3 separate regions of the Mus musculus genome follow, and all the other regions are linked to region 1. A link is a contact called in public HiChIP or PLAC-seq data. All regions are on one chromosome and are shown on one strand. Each heading gives the region's core, a stretch centred on a gene start, on an enhancer-like site or on the middle of the called end of the contact. The rest is flanking DNA. Distances are from core to core; before and after follow the strand shown. Region 1 holds the start of Marveld2 (MARVEL (membrane-associating) domain containing 2). Region 2 overlaps Ocln (occludin). Region 3 holds the start of Ocln (occludin).

Region 1 (4,599 bases), core at 1,177-3,676:
GCCCCAAAGGATCATGGGAAGAGCCATGGAGACAGCAAGGCCTTACATTCTAGATGCAGGACATGTAAAATAAGTGGTCACTGAGGAATTTAAACGTAATCTAAAGTGGGAAGGGTAGCATCGAGAACCTCCACATCCCACAGGTCAGCTTCAGTAACGACCCCTGTAAGACCAATCCTCTTCAGAGTTCACCATTCCTTCCCTGTCCTAGTCCTCTACCGAATTACTTAGAAGCAGGCCCAGAGGGTCTGGAGAGATGACTCAGTGGTTAGCGACAATGGCTGCTCTTCCAGAGGACCTGGGTTCAATTCCCAGCCTCCTATGGAGGCTCGCAACCAACTGTAACTCTAGTTCCAAATGATCTAACAGGCTCTTCAGCTTCCATGAGCACTGCACACATATGGTGCACACACATGCAGGCAAAACACCCACATAAAACAAACAAACAAACAAAAATGCTAGACTTCTATCTGATCGCTTTATGGTAAATTCATTTCTCCATCCCCAGAGAATAGGAGATTTCACAAGAGTTTCAGCAGTCCCTTAGGGAATCCAAGTGGAGATGCAGCCTGTCCAGAGAGAAGAGACTGTCACCAGACCAGACACAACCACCCAACAGATCAGTGGGTTTCAGCCTTCTTAATGCTTCTATCCTTTAATACAGTTCCTCATGTTGTGGTGACCCCCCCCACCACCACCACAAAATTATTTTGTTGTTACTTCATAACTGTAATTTTGCTACCATTACGAACTATAATGTAAATATCTGTTTTCCAATGGTCTCAGGGGATCCCTGTGAGAGGGTCATGCCCTACAGGTTGGACCATTGTAATAGATGGAACACAGAGGAAAGAGTCCAGGAAGAAATTTCAGGGTCCTCTAATTAGACACCCCAAGTCTGGAGGATTAACTACGATCACCCAGAAAGGTGTGCAAGGCAAACCAGAAGCTTTCCAGATGACAACTGTCTTAGGGTTTTACTGCTGTGATAAAACACCATTAACACATAACTTAGGGAGAAATGGTTTACTTTCACTTACAATACTCAAGCCACACTGCGATACTGAGAGAACTCAGGGCAGGAACCGGGAGGCAGGGGCTAATGCAGAGGCCATGGAGGAGTGCTGCTTACTGGTTTCTCCTCTTGGCTTGCTAAGTTTGTTTTCTTATTATCCAGGACCAGCGGCAGCACCATTCATAGAGACCTGGGCCCTCGGATGTAAATCACCAATCAAGTAAATGGACCACAGGTTTGCCCGCACACAGGTCAACTCAGTGGGGGCAATTTTCTCAACTGAGGTTCGGTCTTCTAAGAGGACTGTAACTTGTGTCAAGTTGACATAAAACCTGCCGGCACAACAGCAATTATCTTTGCCCTTTTGTCTTTATCTCTTTGCTCTTTAAAAAAGACAACGTTTACATCTAACACATGCCTAAGAATGTAGAAGCAAAAACACAACAAATAAACGGAAGGAGATTTGAGGTCTTTAGGGTGTATATAGTTTGCACGGCGGCATCCCGCTGGTTAATTTAACTCCTAAAAGTATGACTCACTGTAACGGATTCAACTCATCTTCACCTGTGGAAAACCGCTCGTTTGAGTTACATCACTTTATCATTTAAATAAAACACAAAAATGTGTAGACTAGTAGAAGAGCAAACTGTGCTACCTAGCAAGGAATCTTCAGCGGTATTTGACCACATCTTAAATATACAGATAAAACCTTACAGGTTGTCCTTGAGCCCCCTGGGCTCCACCTAGCTCGGTCGCAGGTCTTTTGTTTGCTTGGAGCCAGGGAGTTAGGAATGCCACAGCTGTGGCCAGAAAAATGGTTCACTGAGCGTCACGGGGATCGAGCCTGGTCACCTTCACACACGCACAATCGCCCCTTCAGTTGCCTCTAAAGTTTTGCTGCCTCCAGAAAGTGGACTACCGCCACAGATACTTGGGGGTTTGGGGTGGGGGAGCAGCGGAGCTGCAGCCGCGAGCGGACCGACAGATACCCAGCAATCCCGCCAGGGTCCCCCATCTAGCCTCCCGGCACCGCGACTATACCCACCCGGTGCGTGTCCCGCCTTCGCTTTCTTCTCTGGAAAATCCACTCTGGCTTCCGCCCCAAGGTGGCCGTTGTCTCGGTCAGGCCAGCCGGGAAAGTGGCGAGGGCGGCGCCACCAGGCGCCCGGAAGGACGGCGGCGGTCCAGCCGGCCGCACCTGTCGCTGCAGCGAAACCCGCCCACGCCGCCCCCGGAGCCCGGCGCGCCCGCGTGCTCCCGCTTCAGCCTGGCCGCGGGAGGGAGGCGGCTCCGGGGATGTGTGCCCAGGGCGAAAGGCCCACCCCGCGGGCTCGGCGTCCCGTCGCCGCATCGCGGCCCCACTCACCTGCGCGGCCGCCGGAACAGCACGCTCTGCCGCGGGCACCGAAACTGGGACCGAGCTCCCGGGGCGTGGCCGAGCCGCAGTGCCCCGCCCGCCTGGCCACCTAGCTGAGGCCAGGAAGCAGGCATAGCATAGGTGCTACCAGCTCCTTCCCATTTTAGAACATTTGCTCTACTTGCCTTGCCTGGACCCAAGGCAGACAGTGCGCGGTAGGTAATGTTAAAGGATAAGAAGAACAAGATGAAATCCAACGTTTTTAATTTTGATATAAATTATGTAAATACTTTCCAGAAGTATCTAAAATATTCCACTGTACAACATACCAAAAATGGTATCCGAAAAGCTAGATGCAAACTGTAAGTAAGGCACAAGGTTTATTTATACTCATAATTGCATCCTAAACTGTTTTATAAATCAAATTTCCAACACCCCATAAAGTCCGTATATTCTGGATTACTCCTTCACATTTTGATATTTAGTACAACATTCATACACTTCACACCGTGACTTCTCCTCAAACCATTCACAAGACTAAATAAATACTAAGCACTGAGTACTTGAGACCTGCTTTACTTCAAGATGACAGTCGTCAGTTGCTGTGACGAATACGATAAGGAACTGAGCAATTAACAAATTGCTTGTCCTTCAGAGACGTGTTCAAGTACCACTGAATAGACTAAAATTTATCTCTCAAGGAGCAACCTGATTGGCAGGCTGTTCTCTATGTCTCCTCGCTGTCATAGTCCTCTATTATTATGTCTTCCTCTTCCTCCTCCTCTTCTTCCATGTCCACTTTGGAGGAAAAGGGCTGAGGCTGGCTGGCAGGCAGATCGCTCCCGCTGTTCTGACTCAGCGGAAGGGACCAGGTCTCTGGGTCGGCATTCTGAGCAGCCTGCGCGGGTTCACCGGGAGCTTCCTGAGCCGGCTGCCCTCCGCTGTGCGGGGACTCATCCCCACTGTCAGGGTCTATCAGCCCCAGCTCTCGGTCAGTCAGGGCTTCCATTTTCAACCTGTCAGAGTCACAGCGAAGACATCAGTGGGAACCAAACAGAAAACTCCTTGAAATTATGAACTAAGTGGTCTTTCCACTCACACACAAAAAATACAAGGCAAATGACCAACTGTGAATAAGTCCTTTCTGCTATCAAAAGTGTTACTGTCTTCAGCAGAGTTCCTATAGACTAATATTTATATGTATACATTAAAAATGAGCATAAGGGGAGAGGGTATGGGGGGGGCTTTTGGGATAGCATTGGAAATGTAAATGAAGAAAATACCTAATAAAAAAATAATATTAGTAGTCCTGAGGATAGAACCCAGAGCCTTGGGCATGCTAAACAAACACTTTCCAACTCATCTACACCTAAGCCAGTAAAAAGATTTTTTAAATCAGGAAAAAAAAATGAGCATAAGACAGAAATCTCAGGAAACACAAATGGGTCGACTTGACTGTCCAACTAAATATGAAATTTTAAAATAGAAACTAAAGCTGGGCATGGTGCTCACACCTTTAATCCCACACTCAGGAGGCAAAGGCAGGCACTGGACCTCTGAGTTTAAGCAGCCAAAACTGCATAAAGGGTCTCTGTCTCCAAAAAGGAACTAAACCAATGAACTTCGTCCAGCTGTGTGGTATGGCCTATAATATAATACACTTGGGAGGCTATGATAAGAGAAGTTTGAGTCTAGACTCCACTACATAGTGAGACCTTGTCTCAAAACAAATCTATTCTTTTTTGTATTATTTTTATTTTTTATTGTTACTTCTAAACTAGAAAAGGGTACTTTAGGGTTTTGTTTTGTTTTTTATGTCTATAGTTAGACAGCCTAGCTTGAGTTATAAGGCAGTTATAACTGCTAAGCAAGGGTGCTAGGAACCAAACTCAGGTTCTCTGGTCAGTACTCAACCAGTGAACCATCTCTTCAGTCCTAGTTCCTTTTAATTTATTTTTTAATTAACTGACTGATTACTTCTTAAGTCAGGGTCTATCTACATAGCTGTGTCTATCCTGTAAGACAGGCTGGCCTGAGCTCATAGAGTCCACCTACCTACACCTTCTGAGTGTTAGAAAGAAAGATCTGTGCCCAGCTGTTTCATACTTCGTGAGCAGTGTTGAAGTGTTGACTGACTGTAAGCTAATCATACTCAGTAGACAAGGTCATCAGCTTACCTTCCAAAGCTTCGCTTCAAAGGAAGTCTTCCAACATCTTGGATAAAAGA
Region 2 (4,599 bases), core at 621-3,120, 100 kb before region 1:
TCATATTTAGACAAATGTTATCAAATTAAAGTGCTACTTACAGAGGTGTTGACTTATAGAAAGACTCTGGGTATGATCGCTTGCCATTCACTTTGCCATTGGAGGAGTAGGCCATTGGACTGTCAACTCTTTCCGCATAGTCAGATGGGGGTGGAGGCATGTCCTGTGTGCCTGCAGACACATTTTTAACCTTTAAAAAAGAAAAAAGAAAAAATCAACCCAGGAGACATTGTCATTTCTCACTCAGAACTGAAAGGGGTAAATGTTATGTTGCAAACCTGGGAGAAGAAGTGAGCCTGGCCTCCAGGTTCTCCCAGAATCCCTCAGTCCCTACCTGTTACAGGGTATGGTCTGCATACCCCACCCTCTTCCCTGAACTCTGCAGCCACAGAGGCCCTTCCCTATGTCATCCAGACATTAGGGTTACCTGTTTCTCCTTTTGTACCTTTGGCCTCCTGGGTGCTCTACTTGGCTTCCCTCTCTCCCTTCCCCTTCTTCTCTCAGGACATGGTTTAGGGTCATGACGACTCCAGATGTGTCTGCCACTGGCTACGATCTCCAATATCTCTATCACAAACTTTCTCCTCCACCTCACCTAGGAACAATCATGTCTTTTCCTTTCTTCTTTGTTTTCATTCAGAAGTGGGAGGGGAGTTATCACATATAAACTATATAATATTTAGCTCAGATTATAGAATAACGTGAAGTAATTAGCTACAGTAACTTTCTTACACTCACCCCTTCCACGTGAGAAGCCTGAGCTCACTGCCTGATTGGCTGAGGGAACCAAGTGCCGCGCCCAATACCCCTGTCAAGCAACTCACAGCCACCTTTAACAGCACCTCTAAAGGATCGAGCAGAATCTCCCATTGTCTGTGGGCATTTGCATGCATGTGTACACACACACACACACACACACACACACAAGTTAATCTTTAAAAAGAATAATGGCATCAATCTTTTTGGGTCTCAGTGTTCCCGTCTGCATAAATTGAGGGCAATTACTTCATAAGAATATCTGTAGGATTAAAGGACATGAAGTATCCTATCTACCACGCCTTCTGAACATAGTTTTAAAAAAACAAAAGAGCAAAAAACAAACTCCTACTATACTGGATACAAGTCAATCCTTTGGATCCAATTGAGCTTTTTTTTTTCTGCCACAAAATTTGCAAGCTTGAAACTGGATGATTCTGCTATTTTATACTCTTGCAATTATTATCTGCATCTATACATGGTGTGTCCTTACATCTATACATTGTATGTTCTTACTATACGTGAGCCTTACATCTTACGTTCTCTGCTATGGGAGCATGTGGTGTTTTTGATTGTTTCATATTCAGGCTTAGAGAGAGACGGGATCATTTCTCTGAAAGTGGAATTCGGGGTCACTGCCAAGCCAGCAGGTGGGTTTCCAGGGAGTGTACTCAGATTCCACCTCAGGGGGCCCGGGTGGGAACCATTCTTGGCTCCCACAGAATTCCTTACAACTGAACACAACAAACACCCTCTCAGCCAAAACGGTTGCCAAGCCAAAGGCCTGTTCTTATTCTAGAGATCTCATCAGAACTTTAAAAGGCTTCCTTTTCTTGAAAGCCTGTTTTACTTTTCTCCTGGATCTACTCCCCCTCCTTTCCCCTCCAACAGGAACTTTACCAGAGCCCTAGTCCTTCTGGCTCCTTACAGCCTGGAATGCCCTTCCCCCTTTCTTTGTCTGCTAATCCCTCACTGAACTCCAAATCTTAGCTCAAGTGCAACCACCTCCTAGAGGCCTTTCACTCAAGTCCCTGCAGGATGAGGTACAAGCCTCTCTTATCTCCCCGCATCTATCCCTACAATCCTCCAGCCAGAGCAACCACTCACTGACTCATAGCAATGGCTCGCTCACTTATCGAGACAAGGGACTGGGCTGCTAACAATGCTCATCTGACAGAGCATGGCACAATCTTATAGCCATGACACCTCTCTCAGAAACGAGGAAGCTGTGGCTCAGGATATTGGATAACCTTCCCAAGGACCTAGACCTAATAAAAATGGTCACGCGGGAGGCCTTGCTAATCAAAACCAGGACAGTGTCTGCATAAGTCAGAAGCCCAGAGCTTGGCCTTCAGGGTGGCTCAGCTGGCAAAGGAACCCTCACAAACCTGAGCTCAATCTCTGGGACCTACGTGGTAGAAGGAGAAAGCTAAGTCCCACGGTGCACCTTCCAACGCACATATACACAAATAAATAAATATAATAAAAAGAGGCCCAGAGCTTGCTGTAAAAAGATTTCCTGTGAAACTAGAGCAAAAGAATATAAAGCGAAACACAAATTAAAATCTGTCTTGGGAGAAGAAAAGCTCAGCAGCCGTCATTCCCAAGCCAAGTGCTGGACTCGCCACTCAGCGCAGCCTCTGGTAAGCCCTGACCAAGTCTCTACCCCAGGTCTTCCAGCACGGAAAAGAATTGATAGAAAAGGGCAATGGAAAGCCACACGGTGGAGTCCGGCCAACCAAGAAATGCCACAGACTCACTCTTGAGATTAAATTCAAAAGTTTATCTCAAAAATGTATCTTACACAAACTAGTTTAAAGCATAAAATAGTTAATTTGGGGGATGCACAGGATACATGGATACTAAGGTCCACGTTCCAATTTACAAAAAAAAAGCTGGAGCAGGGCACAGAGGCAGGAGGATCTCTTGAGTCTGAGACCAGCCTGGTCTACAGAGCAAGTTCCAGGACAGCCAGGGCTACACAGAGAGACCCTGTCTCAAAAAAACCAACAAAAACAAAACAAAAAAAGCTTTGATGACAGCATTCTTCACTTCCTCTCTGCTCTGCCTTCTTTACAAGTTCACATGCGCACAGTCAGGCTACACTCGCAGCCAGCCAGTCGAGCAATGTGACAGAAGTCACCCACCACTATGAAGGAAAAGAAATGTCGCCTGATGAGTGCCTGATCACGTGCCTAGCAGTCTAAGTGTGGTTATTTTAGCCCCACCCAGGGAGATAGCATTTTCATATGAGGAAATTAATCTGCTCAAAGTAAAATAGAAGAAGACATAGTGGTGTGGAAGCTGAGCCTTGTGCCCCTCTCAACTAGCTGTTCCCTTCCAAGTCCACCCCAGCTTCTGGAGGTGTGCACTGTGGTACATCACGTGTCCCTGAAACAAAGATCACTCTCCTCACACTCACCACACTCGGAGATACATCATAAAACCTCTACGTGTCTAACCTCAGAAGAGCAGCGAGTGACAAAATTTAATCACTAGTGATGCTGAGAATTCCTCACCAGAAGGGCCTTCGCCTGCTTGGAGGAAGGAAAGCAGAGAAATAGCCCAGCACAGAGAGAAGCAGGCTAATCTCAACGTGCCATCTCCATTTTACAACCTGCCCAACCCACCTTCACGAGCCACGATCCTTGCACAAGTTCTCTAACACTGAGAAGTCCAACTTGTTTTTCCTGTTTCCTGGTATTTTTATCCCTGCAGAAGCTCAGCCCCCAAAAAAGCTCAAAATACCTTCTCAAAAGTTCTTTTTTTTGGTTTTGCTTTTCTTTTTGGTTTGGTTTTGGTTTTGGTTTTTCATGACAGGGTTCTCTGTGTAGCTCTGTCTGTCCTGGAACTCACTCTGTAGACCAGGCTAGCCTCGAACTCAGAAATCCACCTGCCTCTGCCTCCAGAGTGCTGAGATTAAAGGTGATCGCCACCATCACCCCAATCCTTTTTTTTTTCACTTTGAGTTGTTTGAAATGTTCCTATATGGACCAATCCTACAAATTAAGAGACCATAGACCAAGTTGGAACAACGGACTGGTTTAAATTGCTCAGTGGCACTAAGGCCTTTGTTCAGTATCAGCTGTGTGCTCCCCAAAGAAACTGTATATCAACAAAGACAAATTCTGTCAGAGGTTTGGAAGCAAGTCAGGAGCCCTTAGGCCTGGGAGGTGGAGGCAGGAGAGGTGGAGAACCTCACTCTCACTGAGTGAACCTTACCGGCATCTAATCTGTGGCTTCTTGCAGAAACTGAAATCCCAAGGAAGGCTGTACTTCAGTATACAAGTATTTCAGGCTATGGCTCCTCTAAAGGGCCAGAAATATCCCTGAGCCACCATCAGCTGTCCCAAATACCCTTCAGTCTACTAATGCCTTTCAGTGCCCTTCAGTTGACTACGGTATGGTGTGTTATGGCACAGAAAGGGCTTTTAGCTACATTTAAAGTCAAAGGCTAAACAGGTCTGCAGTGTAACAGCTGTGGCTAGCTTGGGGAACAGGGGTTCTCAAATCATGTTCCCCAGAACAGCACATTCCCAACATCAGCTCTAAAACCACTGAATCAGAAACCAGGGGGCGTGGCAGAGTCAACTGCTCTAACACTGGCTCCAGGGGATCCTGATGGTGGCAATGGAGTCGAGCCACTGATGTGGGACAGAATGCCCAGGGCTGCAGACAGCCATGCCATGTTTAGATCATTACACCTATCCACATGGCTGACTTCAGAAACATTAACTCTTGGTGCCAGAAATCTAGGAATTGCAGCTTTCAGAGAGCCACAGAAAGCACTCTCCATTTCTAACACAAACTCTTCCTCTTCCCACAGACCTCTCTAAAACAGGC
Region 3 (4,599 bases), core at 639-3,138, 64 kb before region 1:
ATTTCTATTTTAAAGGTGGAAGTGGTACAATGGGCTGGTTTGATAATTGCCTCGGCTCGCTATAGTAGTTATTTTCTCTGAAATTCTCTACAGTTAACTACTCCTTGTGAGTTTGCTTAAGTTTTCTGTATCCTGCCTTCTGTAGATTTTTGAAGCTTTGCTGAGATTCCAACCTTAGCCTACCCCCCCCCCTTCCCCAACCTTTAAAATAGAGTTCTGGTAGGATTTACCTTTCACAAAGATGCTCATACTTTCTAAGTTGCCTGGAAGCTGCTGGAATGTGGACTGTGCCCACTCCCTACTTAAGTCTATCTGGCCAACCTCGCCATTCCATTGCCTAACAAAGAAAGCACTAACAACTAAGATAAATCCAAACGAAAAAAGAAAAGAAAACCACCAACAGTGGAAATTTAAGATTTATACATACGGCGCAAAGGAACTACAGTTATACTCAGGGATATGTAGTTGAACAACGCACGAACCACTGAAAGCGTCACCAGAAAGCGCATTACTGAGAGGCATTCCTCTTTTCCGGTGATCCCAACAACACACCTGTTGTATATGAAAGCCACGCATTGCTAACCTGCCTGGAAAGCTGCCTTCTCCCCGCCCCAGGTAATTCCCCTAGTGGCAGTTTGCCCGGTGAGCCCCGGGCAGGCCCGAGGATACCTCCGCTCCCGCTGGAACCCCGGTTACTCCACCTGGGTCGAAAGGGGCTCAGAGTTGTTCCAGCGCCAAGATGCAGAGGCCATTTTGGTCCCCACCCATTTGTCCCCGCATACTTCCTCTGATGCAAGGCCACTCGCCGCTAGACTCGCGGGGCCGACTTTGCCCAGGAGGTCTGCAAAGTGGACCGCCTATACAGGCTGCGGGTCCCCGAGACCGTGCGCCCCACCGCAGCTTTGCGCTCGGGAGCCGCCAGGCCAGAGCAGGGCAGCAGAGCAGGCCCTGCCCCGGGGCAGGTCCCCGGCCCGCGGTCACGGATGAGAATCCACCGCGTGAGCAGCTTCCCTCGAAATCCAGCCTCACTCGAAAAGAACACCAAAAGCTGAAATCAACAAGGACGCACGCACCGCCCCCTGTTCCAAACAGCCAGAATAATACACTCCACGACTCTGGGGACGCTGCAGAGGACCCCCGGCCTCCCTCCTGGGATGAATTACCCAAAAGAGCGGAAACCAGAAGGGCCACAGGGATCTTTATCGCCCTGCGTCGCCCAGCACCAGCCCTAACTAGAGACCCCGAGTAACCCACAGATCTCCAGCGCCCAGTTGAGCGCTGGATCCGCCCCCGACGCTCCCGCCTCGGCAAAAGTAGAAAGTAGCTCGGGCATTTCTGGTGGACAAGGTTTCGCCCGCGACTCCGAGAGAGAAAGGGAGCCCCCCAGATCCTCCCGCGCTGCGCTCAGGCACACGCGCTTCTCTGGTTTCCGTGAGAGCCGAGTCCAGGGCGAAACTGCCACCGAAACTGGCTCCGCGTGCCCTCCCCGCGCCTCGCCTCCCAGCCCCGGCGCGTCACCCTGGGGGACCCCGGGCACCGCACCTGCCTCGCACCCACCTTGGCGGCCGGAATCCCAAGGTGCTCACCTGGCCGGTGCACCTGCCGCCGCCCGCGCTGCCAATCCACAGTTCAACTGAGCCAGGAGGACCGTCCTCCGCTTCCCCCACCCCCTACCCCCGGGCATGCGCACCAATTTCTGGCCGAACCCGCCCGGGGCTGTGCGCTGGGACCCACCTGCCGAGCCCCTAGCCGGTTGCTCCGTGCGCTGGACCGCTCTCCCGCAACTCCACCGCTGTCGCCTAAGGAAAGAGGGGCCGGGAGGTGGGCACTAGCGACGAGGTGTGGCGTGGCCAGCCTCCTCCCTCGGTGACCCATTCACCTGAAACTCCGATGGGAGGGGGAGGGAGCGACGGAGAAGGAGGCGGGAGGACCGGGCAGGGCTCACCACCCAGAGCAAGCCGAGTTAAAGGAACAGCACCGACGTTGCCTGGAGAGGGGCGGGGGCGTGCGGAGAGAAGGGTCTCAAGATCGTGGAGGCAATGGGGTGATCCTAGACCATTTTGGGTGTGCTCGGAGATACGCCTGCTTCAGGGCCCCTGTGGGGTGTTGGTTCCGGGAGGAGAGTCAGAGGTCAGGAGGGAGCTGTTGTGCTGCTACTCAGAGAGGGTCCAAGGGCGCCTGGAGGCTGATGAGAAGGTCTGAGTTCTCTTCCTACTGTGTTCTGCTGCCAGGTTTGATTAAATGTCTGGTGGAAAACAGTACCCGATGCTTGGTCCAGCGAAAGAGTGGACTTTTTTCAGAAGTGCTTATTACTAGCACCTTCCGATTCAGAGGATTCGGAAAAAGACTACCCTCTGGTCTGGAGTGGTTAAAATGAAGAGAGATTACTGTAGCTGTGTGAGTCACACGGAATCCCCAGGCCACAGGGTCCTTGTCCACGCATGCACGAAACGTAACTACGGTGTGATTGAGGCTACTCTAAAGGGATTTAAAGCCGTTTCGGTATTCTTTCTTGGCTCAAAACAAAACAAGCAAAACCAATCTGGTTGCTAAGGGTTGTATTTTTTTACTCTGTCTATAACTCTGTTGTTACAGACTTGTGCGTGTGTGTGCGATTTTGTTGTATTTCATATTCATTTTACTCTACGATATAGAGATTTTAGTTCTTGTTAGTTAACTATCTGCACCGAAGATAGTTAAATTTCGCAAGCCCTGCTTCCTTTTGTGTTCCAGTCCTGAATGTCTGCATTGCTAATACATCTTAGTCCAATCCCATGCTCCTTTCTGCCTTTAAGTAGCTACAGGTGTGGTTCTCCTTTGCATTAAATCTTAAAGCACAATTCAGTACTTCCGGAAGTAAAAATTTAAATGATGACAGCCTTAATAGATTCTTAATCTAATTAGTAATCTTTCATGAAGTCATCGCTATAATTATTTCAATGTGACTGTAGTTTTTGATTGATGTAGATTAAATTGATATTCACCCCAAGGAAGCCAGGTTAATCCTCTTAATGTTAGCTGCCGGATTGCTAATATTTCCAAACGTTCCAACTCGGATTATAATTACACAAGGAAACATTTTTGTAAACACCTGACTATTATCTTATTGAGTATTTCGCTCTGTTTTGAAGAGGATCTCATAGGTTTGGAGGTGGTGGTGGTGGTGATAGTGGTGTTTTTCCTATTTAAAAATAAATATAAATTGACTGGGGATGCATCTTGTCCCCAGAACACCTCCCTGCCATGTTTGAAGCCTTAGGATTTCATCCTTAGTTCATATACCTTGCCAAGTGTATTCCTGGGGCCTGGAGAGACGGCTCAGTGGTTAGACACAGTAGCTACTCTTCTACGGGCTTCTCCTCTAGTTGTTCAATTCCCAGCACCACACGGTAGCTAATAAACCGTCGTAACTCCAGTTCTGGAGGGTATGACACCTTCTAGCCTCCTTGTGCAGTAGGCACACAAGTAGTACATAGACAATACATACAAGCAAATTACCTGTACACTTAAGATAAAAATTGTTATTTAAAATATAGTGTGTGCTTAATATTTTTTTTTGCAGTTGCAAGGTTGTATAACCATTGTTACCATGTTCTAATTCCAGAGCATTTTCATTTGAAACCCAATATGTATTAATAGTCATTTTCTGTTTCCAGCCCCTGACTTTTTCTTTTCTTTCTCTCCCTCCCACCCCCCCAAGGTTTCTCTGTAACAGTCTTGGCTGTCCTGGAACTCACTTTGTAGACCAGGCTGAGCTCAAACTCACAGAAATCCATCCGCCTGCCTCTGTCTCCCAAGTGCTGGGATTAAAGGTGTGCACCACTACTGCCTGACTTATTAGTGTATTTTCTATCTCGGTTGACTTGCCTATTCTAGACACTTTATATGAATGGGTAACGCCATCCATGAGTTCAGTGTGTCTGGCTTTTACTTAGCATGCTTTCTTCTCAAGATTCACCCATGCCAGCCCATGTATTTAGTACCTTAGTCTTTTTTATGAGTAGTATTTCATTGCACAGTTATACCACATTTTATTTATCATTTTACCAGTTGTTGGAAAATCGAGGTTGTTTCTCCTTTGGGGCTGTTCTAAAGACTACTATTTGTGAAAATTCATGCATAAGTTTTAGTATGAACATACATTTTCAAACTCTGTTTTTTTGGTTTTGTTTTTCGAGACAGGGTTTCTCTGTGTAGCCCTGGCTGTCCTGGAACTCACTCTGTAGACCAGGCTGGCCTAGAACTCAGAAAGCTGCCTGCCTCTGCCTCCAGAGTGCTGGGATTAAAGGCGTGCGTAAGATTTTGAGTAGACATTTTTTGTCATTTCAAGATGATAATATGTGTATAATACTTTCTCCTATTCCCACTCTAAACTTGTACAGAAAGGCACCTTACATCTGAAGGAAGATTATTTATTGTAATGTATTTACAACCTTCCTGCCTCTACCTCCCCAGTGCCACATTACAGCTGCACCACGCCCTCCTATTTGCTTGGCCACATCCATCTGTCAAGAAGACGGCTTCTTCCTCTTTGTCATCTTCTTTCCCTCCCTTCCCCTCCCTTCTTCCTTCTCCTCCTCTTCCTCCTCCTTCCAGTTT

The links. HiChIP or PLAC-seq counts read pairs in DNA pulled down with a chosen protein or histone mark.
Region 2: an H3K4me3 HiChIP or PLAC-seq map of intestinal villus epithelium shows a contact between it and region 1, with 7 times the contacts expected there. The contact joins the enhancer-like site here to the promoter of Marveld2 in region 1. A contact is called at or near these places in 12 of 39 promoter capture datasets (3T3-L1-derived adipocytes, the C10 cell line, the HPC-7 cell line and 8 more), 9 of 484 Hi-C or Micro-C datasets (B cells, the HPC-5 cell line, the HPC-7 cell line and 6 more), 9 of 115 datasets of contacts at active chromatin or transcription factors (differentiating embryonic stem cells, embryonic stem cells, extraembryonic endoderm stem cells and 4 more) and 3 of 9 other capture datasets (adipose tissue, liver and pancreatic islet).
Region 3: an H3K4me3 HiChIP or PLAC-seq map of embryonic stem cells shows a contact between it and region 1, with 51 read pairs. The contact joins the promoter of Ocln here to the promoter of Marveld2 in region 1. A contact is called at or near these places in 19 of 39 promoter capture datasets (the 3T3-L1 cell line, 3T3-L1-derived adipocytes, the HPC-7 cell line and 12 more), 1 of 15 datasets of contacts at CTCF or cohesin (embryonic stem cells), 8 of 484 Hi-C or Micro-C datasets (the STO cell line, embryonic stem cells and liver), 9 of 115 datasets of contacts at active chromatin or transcription factors (embryonic stem cells, epiblast stem cells, intestinal villus epithelium and 2 more) and 3 of 9 other capture datasets (adipose tissue, embryonic stem cells and pancreatic islet).

The regions. Positions count from the first base shown.
Region 1 is chr13:100,614,545-100,619,143 of GRCm38.p6, forward strand. Marveld2 (MARVEL (membrane-associating) domain containing 2) reads right to left here and starts at 2,427. Exons shown (of 7, transcript NM_001038602.4): 1 at 2,382-2,427. It overlaps Rad17 (RAD17 checkpoint clamp loader component), which reads right to left. Exons shown (of 17, transcript NM_001044371.2): 16 at 4,550-4,599; 17 at 2,620-3,388. The coding sequence ends at 3,100.
Region 2 is chr13:100,514,986-100,519,584 of GRCm38.p6, forward strand. Ocln (occludin) reads right to left here. Exons shown (of 9, transcript NM_001360536.1): 5 at 42-190. Among named protein-coding and RNA genes, the nearest start is that of Gtf2h2, 25 kb to the left of the region's middle. Within about 2 kb of position 1,871, at least 89 of the 459 cell types and tissues checked have an H3K27ac peak or open chromatin away from gene starts, as enhancers often do. A contact at or near this core is called in colon epithelium, intestinal villus epithelium and trophoblast stem cells, where this site is marked.
Region 3 is chr13:100,550,830-100,555,428 of GRCm38.p6, forward strand. It overlaps Ocln (occludin), which reads right to left and starts at 1,889. Exons shown (of 9, transcript NM_001360536.1): 1 at 1,735-1,889.